Regions from separate parts of the Ovis aries genome. Here region 1 is linked to region 2. Evidence: chromatin contacts called from public Hi-C data. All regions are on one chromosome and are shown on one strand. The core of a region is the stretch at or near the end of the contact, and the rest is flanking DNA. Distances in the headings are between cores, read along the strand shown.

What was found. A called contact is a pair of places that touch in the nucleus more often than the background predicts.
Region 1: a Hi-C map of hypothalamus shows a contact between it and region 2, with 1.8 times the contacts expected there. The contact joins the promoter of FAM193A here to the enhancer-like site in region 2. A contact is called at or near these places in 3 of 16 Hi-C or Micro-C datasets (hypothalamus, muscle and tail adipose tissue).

The regions. Positions count from the first base shown.
Region 1 is chr6:116,879,926-116,887,691 of ARS-UI_Ramb_v3.0, forward strand. It overlaps FAM193A (family with sequence similarity 193 member A), which reads right to left and starts at 2,752. Exons shown (of 18, transcript XM_060417466.1): 1 at 2,405-2,752. The coding sequence starts at 2,653. It overlaps LOC121819857 (a long non-coding RNA gene), which reads left to right and starts at 3,441. Exons shown (of 2, transcript XR_006060230.2): 1 at 3,441-3,950; 2 at 6,012-7,766.
Region 2 is chr6:116,812,654-116,819,843 of ARS-UI_Ramb_v3.0, forward strand. FAM193A (family with sequence similarity 193 member A) reads right to left here. Exons shown (of 18, transcript XM_060417466.1): 2 at 3,780-4,025. Among named protein-coding and RNA genes, the nearest start is that of FAM193A, 66 kb to the right of the region's middle. Within about 2 kb of position 5,073, at least 4 of the 54 cell types and tissues checked have an H3K27ac peak or open chromatin away from gene starts, as enhancers often do. A contact at or near this core is called in hypothalamus, where this site is marked.

The DNA of each region.
Region 1 (7,766 bases), core at 1,502-4,001, 65 kb after region 2:
CCGTGTGCCCACTTGCCAGCCTCCAACCATTTAATTCTCCCAGCAGCACGAGAAGCCACCTACAAAATGGGGCAGTGTGAGGCTGTGCCTCAGGGCACAGAGCCTAGCAAGTCTGTGTCCCCCAGCTTTGCATATTTTGTGTACAGAGTTTTGCTATGCACCGAAGACTCCAGAAGCTAAGTTATGTTTCCTACTTGGCCCACAGTCCTCATTTCCCTGTAGAAGCCAACTGCACATGGAAGCACTCGCTCTGCCTGAAAGCCACCTCTGATGGCAGCAGTCCTGGGTCCATGCTCGGTGCCGTGCGCAGCAAGCTGAGCAGGGGAGCAAAGACCCCTCCTGAGAATCCAGACAGCCCTCCTATTCGATTCTCTTAGGTATCTTCTGCCCTGGCGGACCTGCTGAGATGGAAACACGGAGCCCCAAGAACTGTAAGCCTGGGAAATCTGGGCTGGCGCCCATTTACCGTCACTCGCTGGCCAGCACTGTTTGGGGCGCCGGTTCTGCCCCAGATAAGGGGTCCCAAAAAGCTCACCATCTGAGGGGAAACAATTCAGAAGTTTCAGAATTACACCAAGAACTTTTGTGATTGGTGTCACCTGTTACCATAAACAGTATTTTTATGTGTTTTATTAATAAAACACTTGCAAAGTACATTTAAAACTAAAGACACAGCTTGAAAACTTCAAAGTATAGTAGAAGAGAATGTTTTCAAAGGTGCAGGTCACAATTCAACAGTACATAATAATTTGTGTATTACAACCACCATTATTGTTAATGAAACTGAGCGAAACAAAAGATACCAGCAAGTATCAGAGGATCCTTTTGTAAACCCTGCAGTGTGAAGAGTGTGTGCACATGTGTGAGTGCAAGGTGTGTGTGTACAAGTCTCAAGGTATTTAGCTCTTATAGTGGGTTCACGGTCAAAACTCTGAATTCATAAATTTAACAACAACAACAAAAAAACAGTCCTGTCAAGATAATACTAGACAGACAGTTATCCAAGTTTGAAAAGTGTCATTCGAATAACAACTAAAAGGTTATTTTAGCTAAATAATGCAAAGTAAGTGAGAATTATTAAAACCTAGAATAATGGTATGAAAGGCTACTGTAAGAATTTTTATTGTGCCACCAATTTGTTTTTATTCAATCAATAAAAATGGGTGTATTTTACATCCAGCTGCAGCCAATATTATCAACATTTTTGTAAAGGATTTGCTCAAGCAGACCTCCCTGCCTCCCCTCCCCAGAAGCAGCAAACATGGCCCTTAATTTGCACTCCAACCATGCAAATACATAAGCCTCGCCCAGTATCCTAAGAACGACACCAGTTTCGCTCTCCAGTGTACTGGACAATGGCAAGCTCTGGAGACTGTGAAATGCAGGGGTGAGACCCAAAACAAAGCTGACAATATAAAGAAAGTTCCAACAACTGCAGAGAACACTCAAAACCCTATAAGCTGCAACTAAAGCCCACACGCTTTACTATGTATTCAGATAATAATAGCGCCAGAGAGCCATGCCACGTGCAATGATTTCTTGTCTGTTCTCACTACCTATCGTTCCAACACAACATTTACAATCCCGCATAAAACAATTTGCGTCTCAGAAACGGGCACACAAATAAATACTCCTTACGAGGCTTTCGGTTGTTTTCACTGCTGCAAATGTCTTCAAAGCAACGTAAAACAGTCCTAACAACACAAACTCCTGAAAAAAGAAAAATCCATTCTCTTTCAGCAGCCGACTGAACAAGTGGAAATGACCGCCAACTGCATACCCGGGTACCAGTCCTGGGTCTTGCAAAGTGCTGTGACCAAGAGCGAAATAAAAGTGGCAGCCATCCACAGCTAGCAGCGGCAGTGTGTGCTACTGTCTCCAAAGACAGAAGAAAGGAAAAAAAAAAGACGATTCAAATATACGTCTGAGTAACCAGACCACTCATTACCTCTATCAACAGGGGGTGAAGCGCCAGGGCCGCCCCTCGCGAGGACTGCCAGGTCTCTCTTTTCCAAATGACCGTTTCGCAGGAGCCCAAGAAAACTTGGAGGAGGCGCTCGGCGATGACCGTGCGCCGGGCGCGGAGGAAGGAGGTGGGCACGCGCGGCGAGCCCCGCTCGCCTCCACCTGACGCCCAGTGGCTCCGGAATCGCACCCGAGTAAACCTCAAGGACGGGCCCGGCGGGGCCGAGGCGGCCCCGGGCCGGCCCGTGACAGCGCCGCGCAGGTGGGCGCCGCGCGCTCCCGGGAGATGCGGCACCTGGCGGCGGCGGGCCCCGGGCGCCTCCCACAGCCCGGGGCCGCGGTCCCCCGCGCCGGCCCCGCGGGAGGCTGTCAGCGCGCGAGCCGCCCGGCGCCCGGCGCCCGGCCCCGCACCGTTACCGCCCCCGCCCCCGCCGCTTACCTCAAAGTAGCCTCCGGGGGCGGCGCCGCCCGCGCCCGCGCCGAGGGGCCCGTTGGCCGCCGCCGCCGCCGCCGCCGCCGCCGCCGCGCCGCCCGGGGCCGCCAGGCCCGCGGCCTGGGAGCCGCGCAGCGCCGCCGCCGGGCCGGCCTTGCCGCCGCCCGCGCCGCCGTTGCCCCCGCCCGAGCCGCCGCCGCCGCCCCGCTTGTTCTTCCGGCGCTTGGCCCCGCGCTTGGCGTCGGCCGGGCTCATGGCGGGCGGGCGGGGAGGGCGCGGAGTGGGCGCGGGGCCGCGGGCGGCGGCGGAGGGCGGGGAAGGCGGGGAGGCTGAGGCGGCGGCGGGACGCGCTCTGGCCGGCCGCGGGCGGGGGGCGGGGGGGGCAGGGCGCTGCGCGGGGTCGCCTCCGGGCGGGCGGGCGGGCGGCAGCTGCGGGGCGGCGGCTGGGCGGGAGCGACGGCGAGTCCACCGGGCCCGGCGCCGCCGCTGACCAGAGTTAGAGTCCAATATGGCGGACACAAGGGGAAAGGGATCCCAGTTTACGTCGGGGGAGGGGGAAGGAGCGGCGGGGAGGGGGAGGGGTGTGGGCGCCCTCCTTCCCCCCCTCACCGCCCCCCCCCCGCCTCACTCCGCCCTCTCGAGCTCCGCTCCCCCTCCGGCCGCGCCCTCCCTGCCCGCCGTTAACACGCCTCCGGCTCGTGGGGCACGCCGGGAGCTGGAGTCCGCGCGCCCGCACCCGCCGCTCGGGCCGCCCGGTGTGGGGACTACGATTCCCGTCAGGCCGCGCGCGCTCAAGCGCCCGGACGCCGCGAGGGGCTGCGGCAAGGGGAGAGAGATGCGGAGGTGACGTCACCCCGGGTCCGAGCCGCGCGGCCCCCTCCCCGCCCGCGCCGCGCGGCCTTCTGGGACTTGTAGTCGAGCGGAGGGCCCCGGCCCAGCGCGGGGCCGGGTGAGCGAACTACGAGCCGGCGGTGAGGAGAGTTCCGCCTCTTTGACAGGCTCCCAGACGCCCCCGCGCCCCACGCCCCCGCCGCGGGTCCGCAACCCGGTTCGGCCCTCGGGATGGCGTCGGGCAAGTGAACCTCCGTCCTGGCCCGCGGGGAACGGTTCTGTGACCTTGGCCCGGTTCGAATCCACCTCCTCCACCGCTTGGCCCTGTGACCTTGGGCCGGGGCCCTCGCCTGAGTCCAGGTGACTCAGTGGGACTCGAAGGACCCGTCTCGGGGGCCTGGGCCGCGTTTCCGGACGGAGAGCGCTGGGTCTGGCTGCCGGCTGGTCCGGGGCCTCCCGCCCCGGGCGATGGGGCCGCCGCAATCCTTCAGGTCGCTCGCTTAGAATCGCTGGCCTGGAGGCGCCCTCCCACCTCGTCTTCTTCCTGCTGCCCCTTTGCAGCCACCGCCCGGGCTCCCGGTACCTTGCAACCCCGTGCTGTCCCAGGGCGGTCCAGCCGTTCCTCACGACCTCGCATGCGCCCGCCGCACAAGCCACGAACCCCTTCAGGCCCTCCCCGGCCCTGCAGTGGGGCCGCTTGCCCGTCATCGGCAAGCCCCAGGTACAAGTCTGCCCTCGGACCGGTAGCACAGGGGTCCCTCGTCGGGCCCGGTGTTCAGGAGGGCTCCACCCTTCACAAACACCGAGACACAACACACGGGTTTTACCTTACTTGGTTCCATGGCTGGTTACAGGGCCCAGATGCAGAGGAGCTTGGCGCTAGGGTGTATGGTACGAGGGCCTTCATTTGCATCTCTTCCTGGGCCCCGCAGCCTTCATCTCTGAGCCTGCCAGGACTTGCTGCCTCACCTTCACTCTTGCCCACCTGCAGCCGTGGCCTTTTAATCCTCTGACTGATTAGTGTCACAACCAGAATGAGCTAATACGATCCATTATGTAGGCAGAATAAGACCCCTCCTGGTGAGTGTTGAATGACCTTGCTGCTGAAGGTAGCGTTTGACAGGGTGGGGGTGTTTGTCTTAACACTCCACTGGGTGGGCAATGTTTTGGGCTGCCCCCCTCCCCACAGCTTCCCTGATAGCTCAGTTGGTAAAGAATCCATCTGCAACACAGGAGACCCCGGCTCGATTCCTGGGTGGGGAAGATCCCCTGGAAAAGGGATAGGCTACCCACTCCAGTATTCAGAATCTGCCTGCAATGCAGGAGACCTGGGTTCCATCCCTGGGTTGGGAAGATCCCCTGGAGAAGGGAAAGGCTACCCACTCCAGTACTCTGGCCTGGAGAATTCCGTGGACTGTATATGGGGTCGCAAATAGTTAGACACGATGGAGCGACTTTCACTCTCACCGCGAGTCTGAGTCAGACTCCCCGCTCCCACAGACCCTGTGCTTTTGCTTGTCAGAGCACATCGCACTGGACTGGGATTCCTGGTGTTCACCAGTATCCCCAGAGAAGTCTAGGACGGCCGGGCATCGAATGTCTGCCTCCTGCACCTCTGAACCTTAGCTCCTGCCAGGCAAGGGCTGGACACACATCAATCCCGTCCTTGCTGGATGAATGAGTGGCATAACAATGACCATTTGTCAAGCAGGTTCGCACCAGCCGCTCTGCTGCTGCAGGCTCTCATGCAGTCAGTACAACCAGTCTCCGCACTGGCACCATTAGCCCTCTGCTGTGGCTGAGAGACAAAAGTGCACAGATAGTGCGGGGTTTGCCCAAAGTCACCCAGATAGTCAGAGGCAAGGCCCGGGTTCCAGCTCAGATGTGGCTCAGGTACGACTTGGATTCAGCAGAGCACAGGGTGATACAGTCAAGGGTTCTCTGGTGCCTGGGGACAGAAACCTCTCTGAGGAGGAGAGCTGGACCAGAGCTGGTAACTGTCAGAGCAAAGGCCTTTCAGCCATCCAGACTGAAGCAGGGGAAAGCCCAGCATTCCCTGGGACCTAACAAAATCAAGGGCAGGTTTTATTCTAAATGGAGCTGAGAGTCATGGAGGGTTCTGAGCAAGGACTGTCATGTTGGATGTTTTTGAGAAAACTCTGGCTGTTATATTGAGAGTGGATGTCGGGAGCAAGATTAGAGGCTGGGACACCCCTGAAGGGCACCCAGCAGATGGAGAGGGTGCTCCTGGCAGACAGAATTTACAAACAAAAGGCATAAAGAAGTGATTCTCAGCTTTGACTTTCCATTATCTACCCCTAAGGAAAAATTAAGATATTAAGGAGAGAATACTAAGGAACAAAATTTTGTCTGGTAGAATTGAACTTTGGGAGGGCCACAAACCATTGTCATATCTAAGATTTCTTTCTTCCTTTAAGAATCAGTTCTCACCCCTTGAGAGATGTATTAGTGAGTGTTCTCCAGAGAAATGGAACCAATATGAAACAGATAGATTTATTGTAAGGAATTGGCTCATAAGATGATGGAGGCTCACAAGTCCTGAGACCTTCAGTCAGCAAACTGGAGAGCCAACGGTGCAGTCCCAGTGCAAAAGCCTGAGGACCAGGAGGGCCCATGGAGGTATTCCAGTCTGAAAGCCAGCCAGGTGTGAGACCCAGGAGGAGCTGCTGATATTTCAGTGTGATCCAAAAGGTAGGGAAAAAACAAATGATCCAGCTCAGAGGCGCTCAGGTAACAGGAGCTGTCTTTTTCTTCTACGCAGGCCTTGAACTGATGGGTGAGGAGGGCACATTGAGGAGGGCAATCTGCTTTACTGAGTCGACCGATGCAGACGTTAATCTCATCCCAAAATGCACTCTCAACAGACACCTCCAGAATTAAGTTTAACCAAATATCTGGGCACCCTAGGACCCACTCATGCTGACCTAAAATAACCGTCACAAGGGAGAATGCAGGACGTAGGGTCAGGAGGGTCTTTGTGTACTCAGAAAAGGAGAAGCAGCTTGGTCTGGCAGGAGCACAAGTGGCCACGGGGAGACATGGACAGTGGCCGTGGAGCGGCCTCAGGCATGGAGATGGCCACTCAGAGCGCCCTGCTGATTTGGGAATCTCTTAGAACCACTTGCAGGAAAATGTGGCATATGTTGGATATTTTTGTAAAAGTCAAGTTTTATTATTTTCATGTGTACTATTAATGAAGATACGAGTATGTTTTAATAGCACAAGACGATTTTGTAAGAAAAGTTAGGTGAGTTCATTGTCTCACAATTCATAATCAGGGAGCATTACGCAATAATAATCATTACCTCGAAAGCCTTTTCTAATTTGTGGCTTTATTAAGTCTGCAGAAAGAGAAGCTGAGCACCCCTGCTCAAGCCATTTCCTTGCCCCAAGTAGAACTCATGGCAGTGAGCTCCCACCCCCAGGCAGAGCAGAGGGCACGCTCTGCAGAAACGACACAGTGTAAGAGCAGCCGTGGGCATGTTAAGTGAGTAAGTGAAGTCGCTCAGTCGTGTCCGACTCTTTGCGACCCTGTGGATTGCAGCCCACCAGGCTCCTCACTCCATGGGATTCTCCAGGCAAGAGTACTAGAGTGGGGTGCCATTTCCTTCTCCAGGGGATCTTCCCGACCCAGGGATCGAACCCGGGTCTCCCGCATTGGAGGCAGGCGCTTTAACCTCTGAGCCACTAGGGAAGCCCTATGGACATGTTACCATTTGGCGATCCCAAAGAACCAGGCAGTTCTTGCAGATCACCCAGAACTGGAGCCCACCGGTCAGAAGCTCTGCCCACATGGAGCTTCTAATCAGCTTTTAATCACATTGCTTGTGAACATGAAGGAACAGTGAAGGATCACCAGTCATTTAAGAAATAGCTCAAGTGTGAATATGAAAAAATGTGTGGGCAGGGTGGGCAGGCAAAGAAACTGTTAATGGAGGGAATCAAAACATGTTTTCAAAAACTGCTAATAGCCTCAGAGATGTTTAAGAAAAGAGTCTTGAAAATTAAAATTATAGCCAACATTGTAAAAGAAATTCAATAGAAGGGCTACAAGATAAAGGTAAGGAAATTATTCAGGAAGTAGAACAAAAAGAAAATTAGAAGGAAGTTATACAGGAAGTAGAACAAAAAGAGACAGAAAATTAGAAATGACTTAAAATCTCACTTCAGGAGCCTTAACAACTTTCCCCTAAGGATTCTGGGGGAGGACTTCTCTTGAGGTCCAGCGGTTAAGGACCCACTTTCCAGTCCAGGGAACATGTTCAGTTGGTGGTCAGGGAGCCAGATCCCACGCGCTGCAGGGCGGCTGAGCCCTCCCCAACCCCAGCTGCCCTGACTGAGCTTGCCTGCTCCGGAGAGTTTGCACTGCAAATAAAGCCCTCACACCTGCAGTGAAGACCCAAATAAAAACAACTCGAGGGGGAACAATGGAGGGAAACAGCTTTTAAAAGAAAGAAGGTGGGACTTGTCTGGTGGTCCAGTGACTCAGACTCCGCACTCCCACTGTGGGGGCCCA
Region 2 (7,190 bases), core at 3,823-6,322:
ACTCGATGGATGTGAGTCTGAGTGAACTCCAGGAGTTGGTGATGGACAGGGAGGCCTGGCGTGCTGCGGTTCATGGGGGAGTCGGACACAACTGATCGACTGAACTGAACTGATGCCGTGTACAGTATACACATAACCACTACACACACACACACACCCCACTATATACACACCCCCCACTGTATAAACACGCCCCACTATATACACCCCCGCATATACACACACCCCCGCCACCGCTACACACACACATACCCCACTATATACACACCCCCCACTGTATACACACACCCCACTATATACACACACCCCACTATATACACACACACCCCACTATATACACACACCCCCGCCACTACACACACACCCCCCACTATATACACACCCCCCACTATATAAACACGCCCCACTATATACACCCCCCATATACACACACCCCCGCCACCGCTACACACACACATACCCCACTATATACACACACACACCCCACTATATATACACACCCCCGCCACCACTACACACACATACCCCACTATATACACACACCCCCACTCCCGCTACAGACACACCCCACTATATACACACACCCCCGCCACCACTACACACCACTGCCACTACAATACATACACCCCACCAACACCATACACACCACTGACCCTGCACACACCGCCCCCACCACACACACCACGGCCACTACAATATACATACCCCACCGACACTGTACAAACATCACCAACACCATACACACCACTGACCCTGCACACGCCCCCACCACCACACACGCCCCCACCACTGAACAAACTCTCCAGAGAAGACCAGGAGCAGCAGCACATCTCAACTCACTTTACGAGGCTCCAAAAGACTACAAGACAGGACGCCTTCCAGGCGCCTCAATGAGGCTGATTCCCTTCACAGGCAGATGCCAAGTTCTCAACCAGACCGGAGCAAACCAGGCCAGTAGCGCGTACAGAGGCTGTCTGCAGAGAGACCTGCGCAAGGACGCTCACAACAGCTCGCCTCAGAGCAGTCCAAGTCTGGGGATGACAGAAACACACACCGACGATGAGCAGGCCCACACAGCTGCAGCCTGTCTCTACAGCTCACGCAGTGGAAACAAGGCGCACAACGCTCGGAGCGTTCCACCAGGCGAAGCGGCACACGCGGCGCCCTGGAGGCAGCAGAGCCTCGCGGACAGAGGCCGCGCCAGGGGCTGCGGGGGGAGGGCCACCACCCAGCGGGCAGGGCGCCGTCTGGGGGCTCCGTGTCTCAGCCGTGGTGACAGTGTGCACACGACTGCACCAACCTCTCAGAACCCAGGGAACCACACACACGCTCCAGATGGGTGGGCTTTACTAGATGTCAGTTACGTCTCACTGGGGAAAAACAACGTTCAGCAGTCTTAAGCAGCTTGAACACAGAAGCCCACCACACAACAGCAGCAGAAGGTTTAAACCCACAGGCGCTGGCTGACATGACGCCTCGGGGGCCCCCAGGACCACTTTCTGATGAGGAGAGAAGTCTCATCTGCGGATGCATCGTCCAGGCAAAATGAGAGTCAGGAAACGACACTCTCATCCTGGAAAGACTGATGGGCCATGCCAGGCCTTTCCACTTGCCTCCAAACCAGGACGGACAGAGCAACTATTCCCCCAAGGCAGTCAGGCCGCTGCAGAGGAGTTGGACTGGAAACAGGAGCCGAAGACAGGAAAGCTCGGGGAGCAAAGAGAATGCGTGAGCTGGGGGAGACTCAAGAACGCCCACTGGAAGCGAACAGAGAGCAAACAAGTATCAGGAATGCTAAACAGACCTCCATTAAGCAGCTGAGGGCAAACCTCGACAGCACATTCAAAAGCAGAGACGCCACTCTGCGGACAAAGGTCCGTATGGTCAAAGCTATGGTGTTTGCAGCAGTCACGTACGGATGTGAGAGTCAGAACATTAAGAAGGCTGAGCGCCAAGGCATTCATGCTTTTGAACTGTGGTGCTGGAGAAGTTGGACTTGGCCCTTGGACTGCAAGGAGATCAAACCAGTCAATCCTAAAGGAAATCAATCCTGAATATTCATTGGAAGGACTGATGCTGAAGCTGAAGCTCTAATACTTTGGCCACTTGATGCGAAGGGCTGACTTGTTAGAAAAGACTGGTGCTGGGGGAGGCTGAGGGCAAGAACAGACGGACTGACAGAGATGAGATGGCTGGATGGCATCACCGACTCGATGGACATGAGTCTGTGCAGCTCCGGGAGATGGTGATGGACAGGGAGGCCTGGTGTGCCGCCGTCCATGGGGTCGCAGAGAGTTGGACAAGACTGACTGAACTACTACAAAACTGAAAAAAGACCAAACACTTAAAGTGAACAAGAAAGGAAACGAGAGTGAAATAAGGTGCTAAAAGCACAAAGCTCTGCAGGTGAAGAAGCTAAGGCCGCCCGGGCCAGCCTTTTAGTCTCTCATCCTGTATCCGCTCATTTCTTCACGCGCTCATCCACTCGTTCTGGTGCCCAAGATGTCTGAGGGCAGAGCTGGTGATGGACAGGGAGGCCTGGCGCACTGCAGTCCCTGGGACACAACTGAGGACTGAACTGACTAACCGAGCCCTGCTTCTGGCGAGAAAATACACAGAAAGAGCTGCCCTCTTGGAGCGCATATCCCAGTGAAGGAAAGACAAAGTGAGCGCGTTAGGTACACAGCACATTAGAAAGCAGCGCTGAGGAGAGCAGGGCAGGAAAGAGGGCTGCGCGGGAGCCACACCAGTGAGAAGCCCACTCCTGACAGCGACGGGGCTCTGAGCTGCAGCTGTTGCAGCTCTATGCCAGGAGCCAGCGCGTGAGCTGGCGCTGCCTCCCGGGAAACCCTCAAATAGAAGCCACAGCTCAGCGGAAGGCAGGGAGGGGGTTTCCACCAGGCAGCAGCGGGCCTGAGTAGGGGCTCAAGTGGACAGCAGCCTCAGGGCAGGAAGCAGGAAGTGCCGGGGGCGGGGGGGGGGGGGGGGGGCTGCCACGGCTGCATGCAGGGGCAGGAGCACAGAGACCACTGCTCAGAAACAGTCAGCAGGCGGGGATCAAAGGTACAGATGGCCGAGAGCGCGGGGCCTCGCATGGCTGCAAGGCAACTCCCTCCAGATCCCAAAGGCCAGGTCTGAAAGCCCTTTCGGGACCCCATGGTGGTCCAGCGTCTAAGGCTCTGCCGGCCAGTGCAGGGGACACGGGTTTAATCCCTGGTCTGGGAAGGTCCCACATGCCACGGGGTGACTAAGCCCGACGAGCACCACCGCTCCAGAGCCCGCGTGCCCACCAGCGTGTGCTCTACGATGGCAAGAACTGCAGCGGAAGCCCGCAGCCCGCAGCCCCCTGCGCTCCACGCTGGATGGGGCCCAAGGGCAGCTGCCAAGACCCAGCACAGCCATGAATTGCTTCAAGAAGAAAAACCAAAGGCCTTTCGGAACCAGGGCCCACGAAGACGCTGTCTGGGCTGAAGATGCTGATGCTCTCAAGAAGGCTCCATTGAGCTGAGGCTTGAAAAGGGAGGGGCAGAGTGGGGCGGGGGGCCTGGCCTAAGAATGCATCTGGGAGAGAAGCTCATGGAGGGTCACCAGCAGCGGGATCGCCTAGGGCTGAGCGCACACACAGCCGCCTAGGTTTCAACAGATTGTACCGCCAAAGAAGTCCTGCGACCGGCTGTGAAACGCTGAGACCCGCCCTGTGGGCCGCCGAGCTCGCGGACGGGCCGGCCTGCGGGCAGCGCAGGAGGCGCCGGGCCGGGCGCAGCCCCGCGGGCACTCACCGCCGGCTGCTCGGGGCCGCCGTGGCGCTCGCCCTTCTCCACGGTCCGCCGGCAGTCGGGGCACACCCAGAGCGGCAGGTGCAGCGCGCTGCTGCCCTTGGGCGCCACGGACAGGGCCAGCTTGCTCGCGGTCTTCACGCCACTCTCTAAGAACGGAGAGTCTTTCCGCTCACTTCTGCACAGAAGACAGTAATCCCCAGCAGGGTAGGGTGGTGTTCTATGATTCATGCCAAAATTAAAAGGAGTCTGGAACAGAAAAAAGAAAAACAAAGTGTTTTCAAAACATGAGCCACAAAGCCAGGGCCACTCAAACCTTACCGCTCTCACACTTCAGTGCACACGCGTCCACACTGAGAAACACCAAACTGGGACTCTGTGGATGGAGCTGTGCTGAGCGTTCTAGAGACTCATAATACATACCTCAAACAAAAGAGCGACACCAGAAAGAACATCTGAGGAGGAGGCAGAAGTCTGTCTTCACCCCTTCACCTAGCCTTCTGTGTTTCCCCCACATGCTAGGAAGCGTTAGCCTCAATTCAGACTGAGAAAGCATTCGGGCAGTTTCTTTTTTCTTTTAACCATCAACAAAGTTCAGGGAATTCCAAAATTCAGGGGTCTAGTGGTTAGGACCCCTTGCTTTCACTGATGAGGGCTTGGGTTGAGGACCTAAGATTCCACAGGCTGCTCAGTCCAGCCACGAACAGCAACAGAGGTCGAAGCCCCGGTTCTAGAGGGGTCTGCACTCAGGGCTCAAGGCTGGGGCGGCAATCTAGCTTGAGTGCACCTACAGAGCCAAGCCACCTCTGAGGCGGGCTGCCCAAGTTCAAGTCAAGATAAACATCCAGGAGCCTGACAGCAGCCACACATGAAAACATCCAAGACCGGCCTCCCTCCAAGCGTGTCCGCAGTTACGAATTCAGCTCCAGCCTCACTATCCACCTCCGCTTTTCAAACAGGTCCTAAGCTGGAGGGTGAGGGTAGGCAGGAGGGAGAGGAAAGATCGTGACTCCCGATCCTCTCTAGTGCCAACCTTGCTATCAGAAACATAATGTTAGCCATAAAACACACAGACAGGCGCCCAGGTTTAAAACAGGCCTGAAGTCACCAGGTGAGCAAGCAGCAGCCAAGGGTTAATCCAGATCGGCAGGAGCCCAGAGGCGTCACGTGCCGCTTAGCGGAGCCACCCTGCAAATCCCAGAGAGTGGCTGAGAGAGGCGCAGCTGGCCGCAGGCGAGCAGGGAGGCCAGGCACAGCCTTCCCGACGCAGCCTCACCAGCCAAGGTTCCTGAGCAGAGTGCATGGAGGACAGCGGCCTCTGGCGCCAGGTGGAGGGCCCGCAGACCAGGACCCTGCCGGGGCCATTCTGGCCGGAACATTGCCCACACGCTCCCCCGCTCCCCCGGCTGGCAGCCCGGCTCTGCACCCGGCCCTGGCGCTGCCCGTGCCGTCCTCACCAAGGTGCACACCGCCGCTGGCTGGCCTGACTCTGCACTGACAGAACTGCCGCCACCACGGCCAGAGCGCCCCCAAAGGCTGTCAGCAAGGCCTGGAGGGGCCAGGGGCCGGTGCGCAGACGAGGGGGCGGACGGGGCAGACGAGAGCACGAGTAACTGCAAGGGTGAGACAGCGCCGCTAAGACACAGAAGTGTAACACCTGTTCTTCCCCGCCTACGAGGACCAGCCATCAGACCTGCTTACACCCAGCACACCCGCAGGTGCGCCCTAGGTTTCACCAACCCAGCCCAGCAGCCCCTGCATGTCTGAGGGTGTTCACCTTAATGGCTGAGCACGTTCAGCTGCCCCCCGGGAGCAGCCACCCTTCTCTGTCCCAACGGGTCCCAAGCCCATCGCTGGCGGAACAGCCCCAGGCCTCAGACCTCTGCAGGGTGCCTTTCTAGCCAGAGCAGGAGACGCTGGGCCCGAGGTGACAAAGGTCCCCAGCAGAACCAGAATGTTAAGAGACAGAAGTGAATTGAGAGCACCCAGCTCAGGGTCCATCCCCACAGGGCTTCCTGGGAACCCACTGTGAGCAAGACACTGGCCCAGGCATGGAGACACATGGTGAGTAAGCCAAGATCCCTGCCGGGAGCGAGCGCAATACTCCTCAAACGCAAGGACAAGGCAAGACATCTGCGCTCTCAAGTCGGAACGTCAGCAGCGACTGAGCAGCGAGAGCAAGAAAAACGTCTGCGGTTGAGGACGATGGCCTCCGTCACTGCAGCCATCGAGGGCCTCCTTCAGGAGACGTCTCGAGTGGGGGGCTAAGCCAGAAGCCTTGGGGTGCGGACAGAGCAGAAGCGGGCAGGGAGCCGCGGGGCCTGGCCTCGCTCACATCTGGACATGGAGAAAGAACGTGCGAGGAGGAGAAATGAGAGAAGGGAAGGCGCGAAGAGGCTGGGGTGAAACTGCTACGAAGGCGGAGCCCCCGGGAAGGGGGTCAGACGTCGGGGGTAGTAGAGAGGCTGGGCTGCGCGTGGAGCCGCCTCAGTGGGGGCGGCTCGGGCACAGGGCCTGACGCAGACCATGCATGGGCCAGACGCCCGGGTCCCGCTGGCCTGAGCGACGTCGGACCAGCAGACACAGAACCCCGCCGGCCCGCTGCACGCGGCGCTTCTCCGCCGGGGTGCAGACACGGAGTTGCCAAGGGTGCAGAGCGGACGAGGACAGCGTGGCCTTAATGAGAGCAGAGCTAAGTGAGACCCGGGGGCGAAGCAGCCACGGGAAGAGCTGGCAGAGGGGTGCTGGCGCGGGTGGCGGCTGTGGACACGGGTCCTTCCGGCACAGGGCGCAGGCTGGAGGGGAGGCTCGAGGCTGGAGGGGAGGCTCGAGGCTGGAGGGGAGGCTCGGGGCTGGGGCTGCTCAGCCAGCCTGGAGGCCCTGTGAGGAGGCAGCTCATGCAAGGAGTGTGTGACCCGGGTCTCTCCATACAGAGAAACCCTGGCGTGAGAACAACGAACTCTGGGGTGGTCATCAAACGTGAGGGGAGCGCAGGGGAGCAGAGCTGTCAGACTTTGGGGGCTCATCTACCTGGGCACGGGGTCCCTGGCAGCAGAGGACGGGCTGCAGAGGTGAAGAGCATTACCCACCCAGACAACGTGGAGCTAGACACCCTGGAGAGCAGGCGCAATCCCTTGGGGACACGGTCTGTGAAGCCAGACAAGGAGACGGCGGAGCGCAAACGCGTCCCGAACAGACTTCAAACACTCCGACGCCCGGAGACTCGGCTCAGCATGGCAGCCAGTCTGGCCCTGTCTCCCTGCCTCGTCCTCCCGCCCCGCCCCAGGCCACCGCGCAGAGCTCCCACTCCACAGATTCACGGGCCAGCTCCTGGAGGCGTCTGCAACGAACGGCACCCTGCAGCATCTCCTCTGTTGCCGGGCCTCTCTCACAGTGTCGTCACTTGGAGATGAT